Regions from separate parts of the Mus musculus genome. Here region 2 is linked to region 1. A link is a contact called in public HiChIP or PLAC-seq data. All regions are on one chromosome and are shown on one strand. Each heading gives the region's core, a stretch centred on a gene start, on an enhancer-like site or on the middle of the called end of the contact. The rest is flanking DNA. Distances are from core to core; before and after follow the strand shown.

Evidence for each region. HiChIP or PLAC-seq counts read pairs in DNA pulled down with a chosen protein or histone mark.
Region 2: an H3K27ac HiChIP or PLAC-seq map of embryonic stem cells shows a contact between it and region 1, with 7 times the contacts expected there. The contact joins two enhancer-like sites. A contact is called at or near these places in 2 of 484 Hi-C or Micro-C datasets (cerebellar granule neurons and cerebellum), 4 of 115 datasets of contacts at active chromatin or transcription factors (embryonic stem cells and large pre-B cells) and 1 of 9 other capture datasets (embryonic stem cells).

Annotation. Positions count from the first base shown.
Region 1 is chr1:152,528,349-152,535,671 of GRCm38.p6, forward strand. Rgl1 (ral guanine nucleotide dissociation stimulator,-like 1) reads right to left here. Exons shown (of 18, transcript NM_016846.4): 13 at 5,158-5,279; 14 at 3,158-3,247; 15 at 1-111. Among named protein-coding and RNA genes, the nearest start is that of Gm51749, 8.0 kb to the right of the region's middle. Within about 2 kb of position 2,448, at least 20 of the 459 cell types and tissues checked have an H3K27ac peak or open chromatin away from gene starts, as enhancers often do.
Region 2 is chr1:153,370,183-153,377,329 of GRCm38.p6, forward strand. No RefSeq gene overlaps it. Among named protein-coding and RNA genes, the nearest start is that of Gm46246, 23 kb to the right of the region's middle. Within about 2 kb of position 5,364, at least 25 of the 459 cell types and tissues checked have an H3K27ac peak or open chromatin away from gene starts, as enhancers often do.

The sequences.
Region 1 (7,323 bases), core at 1,198-3,697:
GACGACACACTGACTGAGTCCATACTCTCCCCAGAGCTCCCACTGGCTGCGGACTTGGGCTGCTCTTTGGTGGGAGTGCTCCCGGGGATGATGTCAGACCCCAGAAATAGCCTGCAGGAGACAGAATGCCACACATCTGAGCTGTTACAAACCTAGAACCCATGACTGACTGAATAATGTGTGCTGATTAAACCCCTTAATGTTTTTCAATCATGTATGCTCTATTGTAAATATTGCTTTAGAAAATACTATAATATTCTAACAAACAGTATTGACTAGATAGTCAATTTAATTATACGTCCCAGTTGATTATGTCCAGCTTCAAATAACACATAGGCTGTTTAACTAATGCGGTCAGAGTCTAAGTCATTGGTCCTCCATCTTTTACATGGACAGCACCCCACCCCTTATTGATTCTTAGCCTAAAATGAACTTTAAACTTTGTGAAGCTGGAAAAGGTGGGTGTGTTCCGAATAAGAAGCCAAGGAAGAACACTTCTGCTTTGAGCCATCTGGCAAACTAACATAACCCAAACCCTTCTCCATAAAATAACTAGGTAGGAAGTATTATAACCCCCTTTGAGCTGAGCTGGTATATGTAAGGGAAATCCCTGTGGGCCAGGCCTTACAGAAAAGGGAACTGAAAGTCGGAAGTTGATGAGCTATTTCTGCAGATGCTCTGGTTGGGAAACAGAAGGAATGAATGTTGGCAAAACAGTCATTGTTAAAAAAAAAAAAAAACCACTAGCACAATTTAATTATACGTAATAATGGGGTTCCATTGATATTTCCATATATGCTTTCAGTATGAACTGATTCATGTGTATGAAGTTAACACATACACAGCACTGTGAAATGACGGTTCTGCTTACTAAAGTAAGGTTGAGAGAACCTAATCTATATAAAGCCAGGCACTCAAAGGGCTTTACCCGCAGTAAGGAGACAGGTTAGAAAAGTATCTTCCCACAGACACAGGAGACAACAGGGACGTCTGCCTGGCCTGGCCTGAATTAATACAGAAGAAATAATGTGTCTATGCATGATGGTCCTGATGGACATGAAGCTATGGGAACAGAGGTTAGGGGTATAATGAAAACACAGAAAGCCCTGTGCACATGTAAGAGCAGAGCCAGGAGACACTGAGCCTGGCAAAGGGACCAGACAGATGCAGTGCCTGAGAAGATTCCAGAACTGCTGAGCCATAACAGCTCACGGATCCAGGAGGCACTGCACTCTCACATCACAAACTCTCACATCACAAACTCTCACGACAACCGAGAAGTCTGCGGGTGGGCTTGGCAAGTGCCGGGGGAAATTACTTGACCATGGAGAACTGGCCAATGGTCCCTAAAGACTGCCCTGTTTGCCCCTAGCAAGTGCAGGGAACATCACCCAGATCAATCTCAGGTGTGTAAGTGCCGGGATCTGTGTGAGAGCGCAGCGTCCTAGAAGTAACGCCTGCCGTCTTTGGTCCCTCACATTCTAATGGTCAGCTTTATGGAGCAGAGTAGGTCCTCTCAAGCTGCTGCTACAGACACAGATACAATCAAAGCCTGCATCACATGATTGCCTTTTTTTTTTTCCCCCGAGACAGGGTTTCTCTGTATAGCCCTGGCTGTCCTGGAACTCACTCTGTAGACCAGGCTGGCCTCGAACTCAGAAATCCGCCTGCCTCTGCCTCTGCCTCCCGAGTGCTGGGATTAAAGGCATGCGCCACCATGCCCGGCTTATGAGTACCTTTTCTAGTCCCCTTTTCCTCTCCTGTGGTTCTCTCTCCTCTCCCTTAGACCTTCCATCTCTCTCTTCCTTCAGAATGTAATTTTACTGTACAGTAAAACTTCTGTAAGCTTAACTCTGAGCTGAATCTGAATATGCTTTCTGGTCCTCTATTAGAAGCGCTTGAACCACCTTCTCCATACTTTGGTTTCCTGGGCTCTGTGATTGGAGCTAATTATAGAAACTGGTTCCTAGATCATGTTGTAGATTTTATAAACATATGCATTGTTCTTATAACAGTCCTAGCTCTCAGCTCAATTTATCTATTCTAAACATACTCACTAATCACTTACTGGGGGTGGGGGCAGCATTTAGACCCTGTGAACTGAGCGACAAATACAACCGAGGCTTCTCTACATGGACTTTAAGTTCAATACAGACGCATACAGTATACAGTATGGCGGAAGAAGATAATGCGATGGAAAAAAAATTAAGACAGAAGACAATCAAGGGAGGGTGTCAAGGACAGATATGATGAAGGGCTACAGTGTCCAACACGCTTGTCAAGATGACATTTCTACAAACACCCAAAGGAAGTGAGAAAGTGAGCCAGGTGGCTCTTTGGGAGAAAAGTTAGTAGAACAAAAGCAACTAAAAACGACTGCCTGGTGTGTGGGGAGGTCTTGAGGTAGCTGAAGTACAAAGTGTGGAGTGAACCAGAAAGAGGGGACAGAGAGGTGGAGCCAGGCCGACAGGGTGGTACTAATGCTTCCGGGCAGTGGGGTCCTATAGATGGTCTAAGGCCTCTGGATGTTATCCAAATGGAGTGAGGTCTTTCAAAGTTGACCACAGAAGGCCTCCTCGTCTGCTACACATGATGAGCAGTGAATGCTTCTATTATAACACTGCTTCCTCTAGACTGTGAGAAGCATCCGATAGGAATGAGAATAACCAGAGGAGACCTCACCGTCGGGAAGATCTCTTAGGAGAAAACATTCATGCTAACATCTGAAGCTGGCTAGGAAAAAAGACCACTGCTAGCCACAGGAAGGGCTAGTGTGAAGGCCCTGAGCAGGCAACAGCCTGCTGTGTTTAAGGTTGGCTAGAAGGCTGGTGTGGTGAATCTTGGTGAACTGTTGTAAGCGAGGGAAGGTTGGGAGTAGACCCCATAAGGCCTTGTAAACTAGGACCTAGAGTTGAGACTTTATTTCAAAATAAAACCATTGGGAGTTTTAAAAAGTGACATAATCTACTGTTCAAAGGATCACTAGGCTATGTAAGATGACTGCAGAACCGTTGCTGGCGTGTCCAGGACAGGAACGGATGGATCTAATGAGTTGTTTGTGTTCAGGACAGAAAATGCACCCTTCAAGTGAGCATTCAGAGCTACTGAATGCACGGTCCTCTCCCCTCTCTGACAGGACCCCTGACAGGGGACTCACAGGCTCAGCCTCTTCACCATGCTTTTCCGAGGCTTAGGGGAAGTGGTGTTGGCGTCGGCAGCGGCTTCAATCTCACACGAGAGGGCGTAGCTGAGAAAGACAGGGGAGGTTTGAGGTCAATCTTTAAGTACAGAAGATCAGATTCCCAACCCATGTGATTTAGTGGAATGCCGGATTCAGAGGAAGGTTCTGCACAGCCAAAGGAAAGCTGTGGACTGTGGTGTCGTGGCACGAGCCTCGGCGGGAGCTTGCTGACGGCCACGGCTGATAACTTTCCACTGCACGCCTCTTCCTCCTCCCCTACCCCTTTCAGAGACAGATGGATAGAGCCTGTCCAGTTCTGCAGGCTTCAACTCCAGGACGTGTGGCACTGGCAAGAGCTGAAGCTGACAGCAGCCTGCCCTTGATCATCCTCATCTAACCCCAAGGCTGGGGGTGGGGGGAGGGGAGGGTGGGGAAGGATCACCCTCCCTCTGTGAATCACCCTGCCCTTCCTTTCTGCTTCCTCCTGTGACTGTGACTGTGTCTAGGTACACATTATGTTGTTTTCTAACATGTTAGAAAAATGAAAGAGGGTATTTTTGTAAAATATCTAACCTTTGGTGAATAGACATATGAATTATATTAGTTATAAAAATATATAAATGTAACTACCGACATTATCTTTAATGGCCAAAAGCTGCCTCAACTATAAATGCTTCTGCTTCACATATTGATGTGCCAGGCAAATGCTAACAGATACATGCACAAGGGGAGTTTCTGCTTTGGAGTGTTTCTTGGGAAAGCCTGGGTCTGTAGCTAGCACAGGTCCAGGGTGAATTGGAAGAAGGGCCATGACGCCCATCATTCCTGCACTTCAAAGCTAGGGAGCAGCCAGGCCGACCTGTTGGGACTCTACTGCCCCTCAAAGCCCCAACTCTCACAAATACTTATTTGCTGTTCATTCCACTCTTCAGAGAAAAGCTCAGGTCTACCTCAGGGATCAGCAAACTTTCTCTGAATCAGACCAGAGAGTAAGTATTTTAGGCTGTGGGCCATATGGTCTATCTTTAATGCACCAGAGCAACCAAAGATGCAAATGAGCAGGCTACATTCCATTAAAGCGTTATTTATGAATCCTGAAATTTGAATTTCAAACGACTACTTTTCATGCCACATTCTTTTATTTTTTTTTTCCTTCTGCCACTTAAAAATGTGAAAACAGAGGGCAGGCCACATATGGCCTACAGACTAATCTGACAACCACCAGAGGAAGAGGAAAGGTCGGAAGCCACTGGGCCAGTACTCACAACACTAGAATCAGTGTGCCTTTCTTTGTATGTCAGCCAATGTTTTGAAAGCTGCATCCTGGGCCTCACCCACCCCAAAGGCATCACTGGCCTCCAAACACCCAGACTGTCAGGACCCCAGGCCTTCACTCATGTTCTTATCTTACTCTGTCTGGAATGTTCTCCAGCTCTTCTAGTGAAATCTCCCTTCACAGCCCAGCCTACTTGGTAGTAGCTGTCAATCTTCCCCATGCCCCACCACTTCCTGGCCAGTGATCTGTTCCTGCCCACAGGTCCACAGCACTTTGCTCTCCTATTTCATCTTTCATGAGATCTCTTTTTTCCTCTTCCTCCACCCCATCTCCACTCCTCTCTCCCTGAAGGCTCACACCATGGACTCTGGGACAATGGCAGGGGCAGTGATGAGGAGGAGCATGGCTACTATTCTAATAGGGCTTTCCAGAATATGACTTCACACTTTAAAGCAAGCATTTTACAAATAGGCGTCCTGCAGACGGGGAGGAATAAAAGACTCCTTCTAGGCTTCAATGGTAAGTGATAGGACAAGACCTAAAACCCACCCTCTAGTTCTGCAATCAGCTTCCCTCTGAAAAGCAAGGACCAGAACCTTACAGCAGCTACTCAAGAGCTGTCTAGCAGATAACCCGGCAAGGTACATGCCTCTTGCCAGGACCACCATACCCCTGACAGAAGACAGACAGGTCAGCCTACCTTTCCTCCTCTGATAGAAGCTGCTGCCTCTGGAACCACTGGATAAACTTCTGGTCTGGGCCCATGCAGTAGCTGTTGCAAGCAGACTGTAGGAGCTTTATCTGGGCAATGACTTCAAATTCCTAAAGTAGACAGAAAACCAGGAGACTGAATAATATGATGAAATAAATACAAGTCTTTTCTACATGGAACTGTAACACTCTAAGGGTAACGTACGGAGAAAGCCATTGAAGAAGACTCTGCAATCTGGCTGCCTTAGAGAGTAAATGAATACATCTTACAAGTTCTAACTCAGGGGTGGGGGTTGGCTATAGTTCAGTGGCGGAGTGCATGCCTGGTGCATACACAATGCCCTGGTTTCAATCCCCAGCACAAGTAAAAGTAGATTTTAAAATACACATATGCATCACTTCAACTCTTGAAGTCCTTGTATGCCTCGTTTCTCAATCCTCTCTTCTTGAAAAAGAAACTCACATGGATAAAACAAGCCATCCAAAGAAGCCGGCTAGTCACCAACTCAATGCATAATGGCACCTTCCTTCCTGTTTCCATTCTTGGGGTTTTGGGATTTTTTTTTCTTTTAAATATAAGATCATGAAATATGTAAAAAAACAAAGCAAAACGAAACAAAAAAAAACCACCTTTTTTACTTCTATTTCTTATTTTTAAAAGAAGAAAAATGATTCAAGAAGCTCACAGCTCCCGAAGTAGCTTCTCCAATTCTTCCCCCTCAATAAATCCACACCAGTGGGGCTGACTGACAGTCTAAGCGGTCCAGGGTCTCAGAAAGCTGAGTGTTTAGGTTTTCCAAATCCTTGGGTTTTCACTACTCCAGTAAATCATCTAACTACACCTTCTAAGCTCCCAGAGAAGCACGCACGTATAATTATGCCCCGCATCACTTGGATCTCGTCAGGCGCTTCCAGGTCCCTTCTTAATGTCAGCACTCAGCACAAACTGCAGCTTTAGGCTCAGATTTTAACTTCATAGATGTTTAGCTTCTTATTATTAAAGGGAAAGAAGGTAGCATCCAGGCTCGTGCTGAAGTTAAAGGAGCATGCATGGCACACTGTGGAGGCGTAACAGGACAGGACAGAAGCAACTAAGAGTTGGCAGAGTCGTTGGGCCTTAGTCTTCCAATCAGTGGTCTCAACCCTTGGTCCAGTGCTATGGTTGAATATTTACCACCATGCCACAGGAAGTTCAGTGGACGAGGGACAGAAAGCTCCGGCTGGTTCATGTTGGTATCTTGTTGCTTTGGAGCCCAGCCCAGCTAGCGTCTGTGCACTGTGTTCGCACAGTGCTCTTTGTCCCTGTATGGTTCTCTAGCCTCACAAGCTGAGGCTAGCCTCAGCCTCCTGTTTGCTTCTCTAAGAAAGACCTCTGCTTTGAGCTTGTATAGATAAGTTATGGCTGCTTGTTCATCTGCCTATCTCCCTCCTGAATTATACACTTCCTGAGGGCAAGGCTCTGGCTTTCCACTGCAGAAGTTCCCAAACTCCCTGGTCCGTACACAACCATACAACCAGTGCAGGTAGCATGGGTGGATGAATAGAAGAGTAAATGACAGGCAGGCCCTACAGGGAGTTACCACACTCGCTCATTTTCCTTCCAAACACCAAATGCCTATCTCATATCCATCTGACACAAAATTACAGCAAAATTTACACTTCAAAAAAATAAAACACAGTGCAGGGGGCTAGAGAGGTGGCTCAGCAGTTAAGGGCACTGACTGCTCTCCCAGAGGTCCTGAGTTCAATTCCCAGCAACCACATGGTGGCTCACAACCATCTGTAACAGGATCTAATGCCCTCATCTGGTGTGTCTGAGACAGCTACAGTGTACTCATATACATAAAATAAATAAATAAATCTTTAAAAAACATAATGCAGAACTACTTGAAAGATCAAGCTTTTGATATATAACACCCTTCCAATACTGACAGGAAAGATGATAAAAGATAACACCTACTTCTAATAAGGACACTATATCCTTTCCTCTCCCAGACACACCCACAGGAGTAGTCGTCTTTGTTAATGTCATTCACTTTTATAAACTTCTTAAGTAAACTTGTTTGCTTTTTTTTTAATTTAAGCACTGACACATGTACACACACAAGGTGTATACAACATATTTTGGAATATGTATTTGTTATGAAATGACTAA
Region 2 (7,147 bases), core at 4,114-6,613, 840 kb after region 1:
CTGTCCACCTTTTTATTTAAGACAGGCTCAGAGACTGGCCTAGAATTATTCAAGCAGTAAACCTCAAGAGTCCTTCCCAGTGGTGCTGGGATTAAGAGAACATGCTACCAAACTGCTGCTGCTGCTGTTGCTTCTTCTTCTTTCTTCTTCCTTCCTCCTCCTCCTCTTCCTCTTCCTCCTCCTCCTCCTTCATTATGGAGCTTGAACACAGATCCACAGATCCTTGTGAATATAACACAAGTACTTTACTGCTTTACTGACTGACCTATGCCCTGCAGCTAGATAGTCTGTAGGTTACAGTCACTTGTGATCTATATAGCACAAGACCATACCTTGGGGGGTGTGGGCTCAGGGGCTAAGGAGATGGCTACCTAAACTTCCCAAGTGCTGGGATTACAGGGGTGTGCCGTCACACACATCTCCCCTTATCATTTTTGTATGTATCATAACATATAGCATGTACTTCACAGGCTTAATTACTATTAATATAAATTTTTTATTTTAAAAGTTAAATTAAAACTTTAATATAGCCGGGTGTGGTGGCGCACGCCTTTAATCCCAGCACTTGGGAGGCAGAGGCAGGCAGATTTCTGAGTTCGAGGCCAGCCTGGTCTACAAAGTGAGTTCTAGGACAGCCAGGGCTATACAGAGAAACCCTGTCTCGAAAAACCAAAAAAAAAAAAAAACAAAAAAAAAAAGCAAAAACTTTAATATAACAATATATTAATTATCTGAGATTTCATACTTTGCCTTTTGGTCATATTTGGTTTTCCCTAAATTTGTTTCTTTATAAAGCCCAATTGGGTAATCCTATTTTCTAAATATACCTTGGCTGAATTTTTCATAGAGGAAGTAATGATTTGAAGGATTTCAGAGGAAATGAGCTTATTTTTATATATTCTTAAGGTTTTCTTTTTTAAGCATTTCCATTGTGTTAAATACGTGTCGTAGACGTTTAACAATGACATTTCCTTCCCCTACCCACCAGTGTACTTATTTCCTTGGCAAGCACTGACTTGAGACTTCCACGGTTTACAGTAGGAATGAAATCAATCCACACCAAACTCAGGGGTCAAAATGAACACTCAGGGCTGGGGATGTTAGCTCGGTGGGGCGAGTACTTTCCAAACACGCATGGTGGTACACAGGCCATGCTGTAACCTCAGCACTCAGAGGGGTGGGCAGGAGGAACACATGCTGTAACCCCAGCAATCAGAGGGGTGGGCAGGAGGAACACATACTGTAATCCCAGCACTCAGAGGGGTGGGCAGGAGGAACACATGCTGTAACCCCAGAAATCAGAGGATGTAGGTAGGAAGACCAGAAGTTCAAGGTTATCCTTGGCTATGTAGTAAGTTAGGGGCCAGCCTGAGCTTTAGGAGCCCCTATGTTGAAAGGGACAGAGACATAGGTCATGGGAGAGCACACACACTTAAGAGCTCCTGTCAATATTAGGCAACATTGTAACTCTATCTTGGCGAGGAAGCTCCCATGGTAAGTACCTAACAACAGGCTCAGTTCAGAAGACTTACAAAGGAATTTTGTGGCTTCTGCCGCCTTTAATCCCAGCACTCAGGAGGCAGAGGCAGACAGATTTCAGAGTTCGAGGCCAGCCTGGTCTACAAAGTGAGTTCCAGGACAGCCAGAGCTACACAGAGAAACCCTGTCTCGAAAAACAAAAACAAAAACAAACAAACAACAACAACAACAACAACAACCAAGAGGTTCTCTGAATGACAGGGAAACTGAGCAACCTTTCCATCCCTGGGGATAGTGACAACACAGGCATTGGCCTGGCCAGGATGATGGAGATGATGGAGTTTCTAGAGTACAGATGCCGAGCACAGCTGGGACCCGCTACTTCAGCTGGGTTGCACCCCACAGGAGAGAGACAGCCTGTAGGAGACACAGCAGCAGATAAGGCAGTGATGGCTGCAGGTATCATCTCAAACTGATCCAGAAAGTGAGAAATCCTTTCCACCTCTTTCCTGCCCTCTTGTCATTTACCAGTGGCCCCCATTGACATGAACCTAAGCAGTTAGCAGTGAAGTACAGTGTATCATAACCAGAGAGAAAGGAGGATGTAGCTTACAGCTATAATACCAGTACCAGAGAGGCATTACCAGGAGGGTTGCTGTGAGCTCAAGACCAGCCAGGGCTACCATGTGAAACTGTATTTATAAACAAAGAAGAAGGGAGAGAGAGAGAGAGAGGAAGAGAGAGAGAGAGAGAGAGAGAGAGAGAGAGAGAGAGAGAGAGAGAGAGAGAGAGAGAGAATGTAAGGAGTTTTCCATACTGTTGGGGAAAAAAATTCAGATACAGATTCAAGAAGTACTGTCAACCATTGATGGAACAGATACAAAAACAAAAATAAAAAACAAAAAACAAACAAACAAACAAACAAAAAAACACCTTAAAATCAAGCCAAGCATAGTAGCAAATGTCTTTAATTCCAGCACACTGGAGGCTGATGCAGACAGATTTCTGAGAGTTCAAAGCCAGCCTGGTCTATATGTATATATGTTCTGGGGCAGTTCAGGACTAAATAGAAAATAAAAAAAGGAGGAGGAGAGGAAATCAAACAAGTCCAGGCAGCACCAGTAAAGCCTTACCATGACTGACGCACAACAGAAGCAATAGAAGCCATAAAATAACAGAATGAGATCTAAATGTTGGAAACCTCAGTCCACTAACTATCTCCAGTGAGAACTACCTTCAAAAGTATGTGAACTGCCACATGGGGTGGCCTATGCCTGCGGTCTCAGTACTCAGGAACATGGGACAGAAGGATCAGGAGTTTCATATTCTGGGCCATCCTGGGGTACATCGTGAGACCTGTTTCAAAAAATAAAGAAAAGGATAAACAAAAAACCCTAAAGGTGTGTATATGTATTATACCTAATGTCAGTGAACTGTACTTAAAAATGGTCCAAGCTCGACATGGTAGCACTCTGGTCTATAACCTCAGTTGAGAAAAGAAGCCAGCATGGGGTATTTTGTGAGTTCTAGGCTAGACTGGTTACAGGTTTGTTTAGAAATCTTTCTAAATGGTGTAGCTGTAAGTCTGGGAGATGCTCCATTAGAACGAACAAGTCATGCAGGCCTTTCGGATTCAGAGAGAAAGACGCCCCCATGGTGACTTTGAAGCTGACCAGGGCTGTATAGTGAGATCCTGTCCAAAAGGAAAACAGAAAAAGAACAGATAGCTTATTTGAGTGATTCACAGTGGTGTTTCCCTTCCCCCAAGCTTCTCCAGTGTCTGATGAGCTTGTGAGTGGAAGCTAAGTCCTTGCATAGACATGCCAGGTACAACAGGGCAAGTGTGTGTCTGGCCTGGCACAAATTCCCTGCCCACTTCAAGTTGTCACACAAATGCTTAGTCTGTTCAAGGGCAAGGTGTACCCCATGAAAACTGCCTTGTTAATTCTCTCCTGCAGACCTAAAGTGACAATGGCTATTAAAGATGGCCTACAGTACCACACTGTATGGCCTTTTCTCCTTCCTCAACTTAATTCCTTTCTTTTTTTTTTTTTTTTAAATAATGTGTTCTGATTTCACAGTAAAAACAAAGCTTTCTTTATTTGCCCAGTTACCTATCAAGACCCACTTTAACCCTATAATAATTCAAATTATGAAATATAAGGCAGAAGCGGAATTCAACGGAGGGGGAAGCAGAGGAAGAAAACATGAGCAGCTTTGTAACAAGTGGGAGCTTGGTGTGTCTCATGGAAGAAGTCAATGTCAGGACAATGCCCTTGTTTAAGACAGGGTCTCTGGTCGCCTGGGCTAGCTTCGAACCCACTAACTGGTTGAAGATGGCCTTGAACTGCATTTTGTTATCCAGAGAGCCTAAGAGATAAAATACAGTGCTACTGGGTGCCGTAGTTAAACAGTGCTGGGAAGAGATGCCTAAGTCAGTGGTTCTCAACCTTCCTAGTGCTGCGACTCTCTACTACAGTTCCTCACATTGCTTTATGGTTGGTGACCCCCGCCAACTGTAAAATTATTTCATGACTACTTAATAACAGTAACCTCCTGTTGTCGTGAACTGGAATGTAGATATCTGATATGCAGGATGGCCTGGGGCAGCCCCTGTGAAAGGCTTGCTTGACACCCCCAACACTCGGGGTCATGACCCCCAGGTCTAGAACCACTCACTGCCCTAGATGGTTTGCACACAGTTGCAGCCTCCTTTGGCTCAGAGACTGCAGTCACACTGGCTTCTGCCTGTTCTTAGACACCACACACTTCTGCCTTGTAGGATATATGCTGGCTACCATGGTCCTCTGATCAGGTTTTGAATAGATCTCAAGTTAAAAGTTCCTAACCCGTAAAGAATTTTTCTCCTGTCTAATTAGTTCCCCTCTGCTGTTTTCTACCTCCTTCGAATAAAAACCACATCTTAAACATTGTACTTTACTCCAGTGTTTGAGACAGGGTCTTCCTGTCTTGCTCAGGCTGGTCTTGAACTCGCAAGCTTCGTTGATTGTCTGGTCTCAGATTATAAATTGCTAGGATTAGGCTCTAAGTGAAATTTATTAATTATACCTTATTATGTTTTAATGTATTTATTGGGTGTATGTGTATGCATATGCATGCATCTATGGAGGTGAGAGGATGACCCGTGGAAACCAGTTCTCTCTTTGCGCTATGTATGTCCTGTGGATCAAACGCAGGCATTCAGGCTTGGCAGTAAGTGCCTTTACCTTCTGAGCCATCTTACCAGCGCTTAAACATTTCTTAAAAATGGATTCACTGTCTGTCTGCCTCTGTCTGGGAGCAGCCTCTTACTAATCTTTGTATCCTAGCATCTGGCAAACTCAGGAAGTTACTAGAGTAGGGCTGACTCCTGTAAGCCCAGCAATAGAGAAGCTGAGGCTGTGAGTTGAACCCACCTTGGGCTGCAGAGAAAACCCCTTTCTCATAAAACAAACAAGCCTGATAGAAAAGAATTTGAGCCACATCATATTACAGATATGTCAAAGTGAGTAATTTACATCATTTATAAAATATGGGTCAGCCCTGAGGGTATGCCTACTATGGTAATGGGGTTGATTTCCTTTAATAAATCCTATTTTCTGTGTGATGCATCCCATCTTGGTATGCTTCTCCTTGGTTGAAGGACGTCCGGTGGAAGCTCCCAAGGTACCATTAAAGCCTTGTTTGAAATTCCATCTACTTTCTAGCTTGGCCACACAGCACACAGTACTGATCAAAGTTCAGTGAGGAAAAGAGGCAACTATTTTTCTTGGTTTAGAATCTAACTGAACTTCCACCAAGGGTCTCTGGTTGGGTGGGTCCAGTTTTGTGAATGAATGATTCCTTTGCCAGCAAACGATATTGCTGAACCCGGCCATTAAGAAGCCAGGAGGCATGACCTTGGGGTAGTTATCATCAGTAATCTACAGCAACTGTTAGAAGGTTTCAGTTCCTACTGTTGGGCAAAATTTTAACAAACAGACTTAAGTAAAATATTTCTGAAGTTAAAAACAAAACAAAACAAAACAACAACAGCAACCAACCAACCAAAACCCCACAGTTTTCCTTGGGAATGTTTTTAATATGTGTATACGCACACACACACACACATATATATACACACACACATACATACATATATACATATACATATATATGTATGTGTGTATGTATATATGTATGTATATGGTTGTATATTGAAAAATGTAAGCAATTCTCATGAAATTATTATGAATTCACAATTTAAAAACCAAGAACATTCATAAGTTGATATCACTTTAAGCTTTTGAAAAATGAAGAACTGAAATAATTTGTAAAACCTAAAGGGAGGCCTCCTGTGGTCTGTAAATGCTGACTTCCAGAAGTTAAACAAGTTAGAGGCCAACCTGACCTACTTGTGAAAGAGAGAGAAAGAAAGAAAGAAAGAAAGAAAGAAAGAAAGAAAGGAAGGAAGGAAGGAAGGAAGGAAGGAAGGAAGGAAGGAAGGAAGAAAGAAAGAAAGAAAGAAAGAAAGAAAGAAAGAAAGAAAGAAAGAAAGAAAGAAAGAAAGAAAGAAAGAAAGAAAGAAAGAAAGAAGAGGGGAGGGGAGGGGAGGGGAGGGGAGGGGAGGGGAGGGGAGGGGAGGGGAGGGGAGGGGAGGGGAGGGGAGGGGAGGGGAGGGGAGGAAGCAAGCAACTCAATCACAGCTGTTGGAGCAGGATTTAACTGATCTTGTATTTTCACAGCTGGACGGCTGTGATTCTATTCTTTCTTTCAAACACCCCACCCCATTAGTTACTGTAACTGCAGTGAAGGCAGAACAAGTTTGTCTGACCTCAGTGTGCTCCGAAGCCAGGGAGCCCTTAAAATCCAAAAGACACTCTAAAATGAGAGAAGTAATATTTGTTTCTTCCTCCAAACGGAGACCCCACCCCTCTCCACCCCCAGCTTTAAATTCAAAGGGTTGATGGTAAGTCAGCTGAGGGAGACTCTAGCCCACACCTGTGAACACCACTGCTCCCCTCACTGTCCCATTGTGTTTACTTGTGAGAAGGAATCTCCCAAAAGCAAAAAGCGAAAAGCGTTCACTCCACTTCGAGCTTTTGTTCACAGAGGTATCACACTGAGCGGGAATGTGGGTGGGGTTTGAATTTGTAAAAAGCCTGATTAAATTTATCTAAAATAATCCTATCCTATCTTATTGGGTCCTGAATTCAACCCAGTCCATTCGTAAGCAAGATTCTTAGACAAACCCACTCACTGTTTAAAATCCCTTGTGTTGCAAATTAAACAGAGACCATAAACCAGCCCAGTCCTGGCTTGTGTCATCTCTGATTCAATCTGCTATCAGTTAGATATTGGAGGAGGATTCCTGCTGCTTTGCTGGGTCTGTCAATTTTTAATAAAAGGCCTGAATTGCTCTGAGTGTCTCGGAATCTTCTGTTTCTCTTTTAGTGATAAGCAAAACACGTCTGTTGAATGCCTAGGATTCTAACACTGATAGAGAGACAGCCTTTACCCCAATACTCTTCTGAGATTACGTCATAGTGACAAGGGCCCGAATAGTCTCCAAGGACTGAGGTATGGGTGGGGAGCCCTTAAAAGCAAATTCACTTCAATGTTGAGTTTAACCATTTTTATGATATATTTTTTTTGAGACAGTGTCTACTCTCTAGAGTAGACCAGGCTA